Regions from separate parts of the Sus scrofa genome. Here region 2 is linked to region 1. Evidence: chromatin contacts called from public Hi-C data. All regions are on one chromosome and are shown on one strand. Each heading gives the region's core, a stretch centred on a gene start, on an enhancer-like site or on the middle of the called end of the contact. The rest is flanking DNA. Distances are from core to core; before and after follow the strand shown. Region 1 overlaps CDKAL1 (threonylcarbamoyladenosine tRNA methylthiotransferase). Region 2 overlaps LOC102160563 (a long non-coding RNA gene).

Region 1 (4,805 bases), core at 2,224-4,723:
CGAACTTGTCTTTTACGAATATATGGTGAAATACTTATAAAAGTGACAAGATGTATGAGAATTCTTCAAATGCAGGGAGTGGAAAGTGTGGGGTATACATGAAACAAGCCTGCCCATGGGTCCACGAGGCTAGGGGGATACGGATGCAGGGGTCATTACACTACTTGGTCTTCTGTGGAGCAAAACTCTTGGGAGTGAATATTTCAGGTGTAATTCCAGGCACTGCTTTTCGGTAGGGTTTTAATTTTGAAACATAACTTTCTATCCAGAGCAATGGAGAGCCAAGAGGTGGCAGATAATACTTCAACTGTCTTTACCAACTCAAAAGCCAAGTTCATCAATGACACTGTTTGCAAAGGAAAAAAAAAAAAAAACCCAACCAAAAACTACCCATCAAAAAACAGCCCCAGATTTGTGTTTTCACAGTCTCTGAGATTTCAGTGATATGTAACTCCATTTTAATGTGAATAAAATAGAAGGATTTTTGTTCAGAAATACAAATTTTCTTTTCTTTATAAGAGATAGAGTTCAAAAATTAAAATTGAAATACAAATGTAATTAGTAAGTGTACTTCGAGATCACTATGTATTGGTGAAAACTGTGCTGTATGTTCAGAAGAACTTCTATTACCCCCTGACATTAATAATATGTTTCTCTTACCTTATGATCATATGGATTGTAGGAATGAAAGACCCGAGAAAGATCTTTTGTTCTTTGCTTTTTCTGTGAAAGAAAACACAAACATTGAGTTGACAAGTGGCAAAAATATACACGGGTATATATCTTCATGAATATGTATGTATGTATGTATCTATCTATCTATTTTATGCAGTTCCTTACCCAAAGTTCTGAAATCCCCAAATTTCTGAAATCTGCACTTTTTTTCTGCAGATTTAAAAAATTTTAAAATATAAGGGTAATTTTTGCACAAACATCTCTGCCACATGGAAAGTGTGTATTTTTTTGAAAAGATGAAGTAGGGAAGTCTGGGTGAAGGGTCAAATAGGGTGCTTGCTTATTACCTTGACAGAAGCTGCCAAGCTGCACCCTTCTCCCCAGCAGTACCAACAGGCCCTCTCACCAAGAATGAATGAGAGAAGGGATCGTAGCTCACGTTGGAAATTCTTAATTTCTCTTTTCCACTGAAAGGTTAGATCATCTCTGAATTTAGAGAGGAGACAGGACATTTTAAAAGCAGATGTCAAACACTCTCCCACTTGCTGATCATGGAACTTATTTCTGGTATGTATTTTTGGCGCATCATTGAGTTAGCCCACTACCATGTCTTAAAATTCTGTCATCAGCATGGTCTGTTTGTCTTTAATTCTGCCCTCCTCTTGCTTCTGGGTCCACTCTGATGTTGTTAATCCTTGCTTGGCATCTGTGTTCCCCGGCAAAGGATTTCCCTACTTCAAACTCCAATCTCCTCATGAGGACACCTGTCCTACCCGCCCCCCCCAATGCCAGACACCTAAGCAGACCCCCAGCAGAGATTCTACATGACCTTCGGCAACTACTGGGCCAAGGAGTCAAATCTGGTCTTACTTAGGACCTTGTATTAGAGTCACTGGTATACACTCTACAGTTTTCCCATGGACAAATCCCATGGGAAAACTGAACTGTCAGAACTGTCTTTGGAGCTGTAATTCCAGTTGGCAAATCATGTGGCCTGTTTCCACATCCTGATGCCCACTGAAGTCAGCCCTCCCTGCAGCTCAGCCAAACCTCCTCCCACCTCTGTCCTCCTCTGAGCTGCACTTCTGACCACCTGGCTCGAATGTCGTTTAACACACCTTTTCTCTGGAGAGCAGAGATACATCTCTAACTGCTTGGAAACAGCCCTGTGGTTCTGTGAGCCCTGGAAGCTGTTCTCAACAGGTCACCTGCCCATCAAAGTTTTCATTAGCTTATAATTTTCTCTTTCCTTTCCATACACCCACTTAGTTGCTTTAACAGTTCTTGGCTTATACTTCAATCAGAAGAAAAATGACGGATATTAACACTTCCTTTGGTAGGAGACAATATAAAACACTGGGGAACTTTTTTCATAAAGGAAATTATGCTGGAGAAGATAAAATAGGCGGTATATCGTATTCAACTTCGGAGGTGTCCCGAGAACTGATCTCTCTCAGAAATAGTTGAGCCACCAGCTTGAGCTGGCAGGTGGATAAGGGATATTCAGAGGTTTTTTTGTGTGGCCTTTTTATGTGGGTTTTGTTTTTATGTCTTTATTTTGATAGCTAAAACCTAAATATGCCTTCTATGATTTTGGAAACAAACATAACACTATTCAGATTAAGTTCCCAAAGAAGGCAGTGAGGGAAGAAGCCCTTTTATTTTCTGACAGCAAATTTATTATATACAACTACAGTAAAGTCTTGGCTTTGAACATTGAAGGTTATATGTTATTCATCCAGTTAACTGAAAACCAGTGCTATTTTCCTATGAGATCAAAGTCATACGGCCCAGTGAGGTATCTTCTAGGATCCAGAACAGAGGCTGACAAATGATGGCCCCTGGGCCAATGCAGCCTATTGCCTGTTGTTACAAATAAAATTTTATTGAAACACAGCCAGATTCATTTGCTTATGTTTTACCGCTAGTTGCTTTCACACTACAACTGCAGAAATTGGGTGGTTACAACAGAGACCTCCTAGCCCAGAAATCCTAAAGTATTTGGTATCTGATCCTTTACAGACAACGTTAGCCATCTCTGATCTAGAATCTCTGTCTTTGATCATGCCTACTTCTGGCAGGAGTCCCCTGATCCCTAAGCCAAATGAACAACCAACTGTCCAGCAAAATTCCTTGCTCCTTCTACTCTATTTATGAAGACAGTTGAAGAATCAATTGTAATTGACATCCTGACACCTATCAGGCAAAATAACAATTAGCTGTCTTGTGTTCAGGATTTTACCTTCTGAGCATCTTCTATCCATACAGAGAATGTTACAAGTTAGTTTCTAGAGCATACTGAAATAGACAGAGGGCTTTCGAAGCCTTCTGTACTCACATTATACCTGCTGATGACAGAAACTCTGAGATCATTTACTAAGTTTTAGCACCAAAGCCACATAGAAGGTTTCATGCACGAGTAACTAAAGCATGGTCATTATTGCTGGTGAGCCAGTTTCTTACACGCAGACCATGTGAACAATACTGTGGTACAAACTTGTTTAGCCTTGCTATCAGCAGTTTTAACTGAAACTAAAAGCTGAGCCAAAAATGGAATAATTAGGTTTTTTCCTATTGCATCATAGTGTGTCTAAATTACCTCCCACTTTTTAGCCTGTTAAAACAAACATCTCAGTCATGCAACCACCTGTTAATTCTCCAAGTGTTTAAAAAGTAAACATGTTAAACAAGTTGTGTGATGAACTTGGAACGAGGGTGGCCAAAGTACAATGAGCACAGCAAACATCTCCCCCTGAACTGTAGGAAGTGCCTTCAAGTCAACTTTGTCGTTACTTCCAAGGTCCAGGCCACAGAGATGAGAGGATGTTAAAAAGGAATTACATGCTGAGTCCTGCAGTCTCTGTGGGTTGCAGTTGGGTTTAAAAGATAAGGCACTGGGAGTTCCTGTCATGGCTCAGTGGTTAACAAATCTGACTAGGAACCATGAGGTTGAGGGTTCGATCCCTGGCCTCGCTCGGTGGGCTAAGGATCCGGTGTTGCTGTGAGCTGTGGTGTAGGTTGCAGACGTGGCTCGGATCCCACGTTGCTGTGGCTCTGGCGTAGGCCGGTGGCTACAGCTCCAATTAGACCCCTAGCCTGGGAACCTCCATATGCCACAGGAGCAGCCCAAGAAATTGCAAAAAGACAAAAAAAAAAAAAAAAAAAAAAAAAAAAAAAAAAAGAAGAAGATAAGGCACTATGCAAATGTGGTAAAACTTCTGGATTTCTAATAAGGTGGACATCTGTAGATCTCCATCCTACAGGCATTTCCTAAACTGTTTTTGAATTTCACTCTGCAAGGACAGAGAACACCAATGATCCCTTTTATTTCGTGTTTAAACTCCCTTTCAGAGAAAATGAAATGAAATGAAAGGCCTCAAGGGAGGATTTTTAACAGTTCAGGTTTCCAGACAATGTAATCATTTCAATTTTTATCAAAGCTGAGCTCCCAGGTGAATGACCCTCCACATGTGACGAGAAACCTGTGTATTCTGAATGTGAGGTTATACAATCGAGTTTTAACAATATCCATCTATTTAACTTCTGGTTCCTCAAACAAATTCAATGCTTTTGGTGCCCATTCTCTACTTGTAGATTAAAGTTTACTCAAGTAAAATAGAGTGATTATAAGGCAAAACTATAATACTGCTATAAATATCATATCTACATATGGATTCTCAAAGATGATAAAACCCATAAGCTTTCAAGAGTTTGATGTGCTTAAGGTATATTGTAATAAAATATAAATGTTTCAGTAAGCCCTATCATACTTTGTAGTAAGAAGCCAAAAGAGCAGGTGTGGATTTCAATGTACTGACTTTTGGTTTCTGCTTCTCTATGTAAGGAGCTTGGAAGTTGCCACTTTGTCCTAATAAGTAACAAGTTGAAAAGACCAAAAACAGCAACTCTCCTTAGAGAGGAGAGGACACAGTGAAACTGCTGCCCTCCCTCCCAAACTGGAGAGACCAAGAAGCAAATATAGGGAATACAATATATAATATATATATATATATATATATATATATATTGTCTGGAATAGGCTTCTCAGAGCAGAGAGAATCACTGTGGGAACAAGTGCTGGGGTAGGAAAACCTGAACTGTAACTATGAGATTGCTGGGGCTTGGTGCTG
Region 2 (5,006 bases), core at 774-3,273, 230 kb before region 1:
AGATGTGTTAACTAATTAATAGTTAATATATAAAATCGGGAACACATACTTTCAAATATAATAGGAAAACATTTTAGACTATTCATGTAAAAGAAAGCAATGCTATTTAGTATTCAAACCCTAACATTAGCTGATACTTTTTGAGAGCAGCATGGCAGAGCTTGCAGAAGAAAATCCTAATCAATTTTCTAGTTTCCTGGCATAAACAAGGCCTGGAACCCAGCCTAATCTATCCTTCCGGAGACCGCAGAAGTGAACTGGACCAGCGGTGATTGAGTTATTACTTAGTCACCAAACACACACAGGAAGGGTTCCCATATCAGCAACAGAAATGAGGAACAGGAGTGGGTATCAGTTTCTTTAAGCCATTTCTAGGGAATGATCTAGCTGCTGATCACCTGCTATGAATTTGAGTTTTTCTGAGTATTTCCCAAGCTGCCCAGGCTGGGCACGGCTGATCCCTGGAGGGAGAGGGAGTGAGCAAAGCCTTGCCTGCTCTAATTTCAACCATCTGAGCCACAGTTTCCTCATCTGCTGCAATGATGCTTATCAGCTCTCCAAGCCTCTGTCCTGGTTTACTGGAGACGATCAAACAAAGAAGCAAAAGGAGTCTGAGTACAGACTAGCCAAAACCATCAAAAAGCACTGGACCTGTCTTTCTAAACCCCACAGAGACCTTCAAAATATGTGAGTCTTCAAGAAAAAGAGTCCTCACATAGCAGGGCAGCAGAGGGGAGAAATGGAGGTCAAGGAAAAAGAACTGTGGTCAAGGACCTGAGTTCAAGCCCCATCTTTCATTGACTTTCTGGGAGATTTCAGTAAGAAATGCAACATTTCTAAGCCAAATTCCTTACCTGTAAAATGGAACAAATAAAGTACCCCTTCCATTGGGTTATTTGTAAAAATAAACTCACACAATGTAAGAAAGAAATTTTATAAGTTCTCAAAAGCTATAGTCGTATAAATCTCATCCCACATTTTTTTGGTTTTTTTTTTTTTTTTTTTGAAGGCATATCCTACATCTGGATTCAGAGCACTCTTACTGTTCACCAAGGTGCATGGTACGTCATCCTCACAAAGTGAATTTTGTTCCAATGCATACAATGTCCAAGATTTTCTGTTGAGTGGACCTGCTTCCTTGGTTATGTGCTAGAACTTAACTCCAAAGAGAAAGATAAGAAATTGTCTCCTTGTACTGAAAAGGAGTTGTTTGAGTTGTTGTTGTTTTTAGTGCTGATTGGAAAGGTGGCCAAATTAAATACAGATTCGAGCTGTTCTGCCGACAAAGATCTGGAGAGAATTGAGTTTGCCGTGACCCTGATGTGAGCAAAGTTGAGCGGGGCAGCCTCCTCCTGTTCTGCTGCCTGGGATGGGGTGGGAGGGGACCGGTTCCCACAGGCGCCTTCTACTGGTCCCGCCTTGCTGCCCAGGCAAGGGAGCAGAGCCAGGGTCAGCTGCTGTCCTCCCAACACAAATTTCACTCTTGTAGGGTTGCCAGATACAATACAGAACACCCAGCTAAATCTGAATTTCAGATAAACAACGCATGATTTTTTAGAATAAATATGTCCCAAATATTGCTCAATCTGGTAATCCCAAACTGCTGCCTGAGGCAGACGAATCATGAAATCATATAAGTTTTTTTTGAAGAAGGAGAAGAAGAGAAACCCTAGCAATCTTTCAATTCAGCCTCCTCATTTTATGTATGGGAAAAAGGAAAGCTACTTGCCCTCGTAAATGGCACCAGAGCCAGTCCTAGAATTCCCTCTAAAGAGCTGACTTTCTACCCATAGCAATTTTGTGACTGATTTTTCTTTTTTTAAGGCTATTGAATACACAGTACCTTCCATTTTTCTGAATATTTGTTCACATAAACCCAGGAAATTATTGAGCTGTGATTTGTGGCTGCTGTTTTTATACCAAGGCCTTTGTGTGTTTTGCGGCCAACAGACACAGCCAGCACTAAAAGGTTAATTAATAACTACCCCTGACTGCCTCTGCTGACCACAGAATGCCAGACCAGGAGGGGATTTTGTCTGAGGTCACTTATTTCACAGGATTTCCACCACAACTTCACTTGAGATAATGCGGTCATCAAGCCAGGAACGAGCAGAATGAAGAGAGGTGAGAAAGGAGGCAGAGTGGGAAAAGGCTTTTACCCTAGAACTCAAAATCAAACTGTACATGTTTCAGTCACAGGCTCATCCTTTGACCTCTGACCTCTGTCCTCAGACCCTGACTCTCTGCAGACCCAGGGCTCCTTCCCCCTTCCATAGCTGGGGCACCCATGGCTACATCCATCCATTTCTTCTCTTAAAGACAGGGACTGAAAAGTATTTGGAAGCAGATTTTTACCTCAGGTCAAAGCTTACAACAAAACCTCGTGCATGTGTAACTTAGCTGGACTTGAAAGAAGGCTGGGATGCCTACCACGTTTTAGGTAGAGACGGGGAAAGATGATACTCAAAAGCTTCAGTTTCATGAATATCAACCAGCACGTTTTTTCCCCTTCCTTGTCTTTTCAAATATTTTCACCTCGTGCTATGAGTCACTTGGTACAAACAGAACACTATAAAAAGACAAGCTTTGTCTCATCACTTTTTCTCCCCCCCCACACACGTCAGATCTGGCCAACACGCTCTGCCTCTGTGACTGGCCAAGTCCCAAGGACTGCAAAGTGTTTTTGGAACTGGTGTTTATTGTACCCTCTTCTGTCACTTGCCCTTAACAGCACACACGGCCCACCAAGGGACTTTCCCCTCCGTGCTCGGCAGTTCGCGCTCAATCCCCTTGGCAAGGATCGCCGTGACTGCACAATCTCACACCTGCCAGCACTGGAAAGTTCTGGAAATAAGGACTCTGTGCCAGACATTCCTCTGGAGCACTTCACCCCATCCAGTTCCTCATTCTCCAGGCCATTAGCCGAGTCACCAACTTCTTGAACTTGGTTCAACTTTCTGCAGCAAAAGTATGCAAAGAGCCTGTCTGAGAACCCAAGCGGCTGCCCAGGCCCTGGGCTCTAATGCTGGCTCCCTTGCTGCCCTTGATGGCCTCCCCCAGGGAGCATGCTGCACACTTTCCAGGCCTCACACCTGCTCTTCCCTGGTTCTTCAGGACGGCTCTGCGACACTGAGTGAGCAGGCTCAGATCAAGTAACATGTTGTGAGGATTTACCTTGTGACATGTTTGTGCTGCTTCCTGTTTCACTATTTCATCTCTTTTATCTCTAGGAATCCTGGAGTCGATCCTACCGGGGTGAGGGTGGGGTTGGGGGGCGCCGGCAAAGAAATGTTTCTCTGTGCATCAAAAAAATAACTGGAAGATAGATTCCAAATGGTTAATAGTGATTTGCTTTTGTGATTTTTTTTTTGCATTTTTTTTTTTTTTTTTTTTTGCTTTTTAGGGCCTCACCCCCACCCGACATGTGGAAGTTTCCAGGCTAGGGGTCAAAGCGAAGCTGCAGCTGCCAGCCTACACCACAGGCACAGCAAGGCCAGATCCTGAACACACTGAGCAAGGCCAAGGATCAAACCCACATCCTCATGGATACTAGTCGGATTCATTTCTACTGAGCCACAATGGGAACTCCCTGTTTTTGTGATTTTTAAAATATAGATTATTTTTTGCTTCTTTTTTGTTGAGACTTACTTTTATCCAAGTCTTCTCTACCTTTTGTAACAAGAAAAAGGATGTAAGAAAAGCAATCCCTGAATAATCTTCTAGTATCTAGTGCTTGTTTTTAATAAAGTGTGTGTATATACTATATACGTAAGCATATTTAAAAATATACATACATATGCATATGCACATAAAAACCAAATAAAGTCCTACAATAAAGATGAAAGCTGATACATACCTAACAAACAGCTCACTGGCCATCTCATTTTTCTTCGATAATGTATGTCCTGGGGCTTGTTTTCCCACGAATGAGGTATATTTGTCTCCTCAGTCTTTTAGGGTTGACCCAAAGCACCATTCATCATCCTGTCGAGAGCTCAGGGAGAACCCTCTGGAAGCATGGAGAGGTGTAACAAGCCCGTCCAGCCTCGGCAGCGATGATGAAGGTGCCTGGCCACCGGGATGGAACCGAGTGTAGACGAGAATGCAGTGATGAAGGGTGTCATTTCCTGCCTCACTGGCCTGCACTGCAGGTGAGGCCCCCGCCCACCCCACTCACACCCTCATAGCCCTTCTTCCCCCTAATGTACTATGAAATTGAGTGAGGTTTTTCTCTCAGTGGAAATCAAGACTGGAATCCAGAGAGCAGAGCCTAAAGGTAGCCCTGTAAGTGGTATAACATGAAAACAAAGATGCCATTGACAAGAGAGCCCAAGGAAGATTTCCCTGTAGCAGCAAAAACACCCATCCTCAAAAACCAAACAAATAAATCAAAAAGGAAAAAACAAAAAACACAAAAAACCCGACTCCGGTTCTCTTGTGTGTTTCACCCCAAATTCCCTTTCTGTGTTGAGCAAATGCCGCAGAAGCCACCACCAACCAACCTCCCCCTTCCCTGCCCTCAGAAAACTCACAGGCTGCTTCCATGTGTGTGGATTTCATCTCTTTCTAAGGACCTTGTGGATGTCAAGCAAAGCCCACGCCCAAACTGGGGGCTCAAGGAAAACTGTATTGAGACACGATGTGAATGCCACAGGGTCAGGCCCCATAGACTCAAAGTAGGAGCCTTAACGTGAATAAGGGTAAGAACTGGTCCAAGCATGTCACCCTCCGCGGACCCCTGGTGATGAAGGCCCAGCATCCCTTCCTGCTATGTGTCTCTCTGAAAGTTCAGTGCCAGTGAGCCCCCAGCCCCTTCTGTGAATCAAGGTTAGATAATGAAAATCAGCCTGGGTGGGGGAGGGGTATTCATATCCATCCCTAGTAAGAGTCTTAAAATAAATTTCCTTTTCTCAAGAGACCTGGATATGCCATGAAAGAATGGTAACTCCCTCAGTACAGGCGGTTAGCCCCCCTGAGCCCAGGTCCTCACCCAGAGGAGAAGGATG

What was found. Hi-C and Micro-C count contacts between places; a contact is called where the count stands out from the background.
Region 2: a Hi-C map of liver shows a contact between it and region 1, with 2.0 times the contacts expected there. The contact joins two enhancer-like sites. A contact is called at or near these places in 3 of 47 Hi-C or Micro-C datasets (liver and skeletal muscle).

What each region holds. Positions count from the first base shown.
Region 1 is chr7:16,438,844-16,443,648 of Sscrofa11.1, reverse strand. CDKAL1 (threonylcarbamoyladenosine tRNA methylthiotransferase) reads right to left here. Exons shown (of 16, transcript XM_005665616.2): 13 at 661-723. Among named protein-coding and RNA genes, the nearest start is that of SOX4, 450 kb to the left of the region's middle. Within about 2 kb of position 3,473, at least 9 of the 83 cell types and tissues checked have an H3K27ac peak or open chromatin away from gene starts, as enhancers often do. A contact at or near this core is called in liver, where this site is marked.
Region 2 is chr7:16,662,763-16,667,768 of Sscrofa11.1, reverse strand. All of the region lies in intron 1 of LOC102160563 (a long non-coding RNA gene), which reads right to left. Among named protein-coding and RNA genes, the nearest start is that of SOX4, 220 kb to the left of the region's middle. Within about 2 kb of position 2,023, at least 32 of the 83 cell types and tissues checked have an H3K27ac peak or open chromatin away from gene starts, as enhancers often do. A contact at or near this core is called in liver, where this site is marked.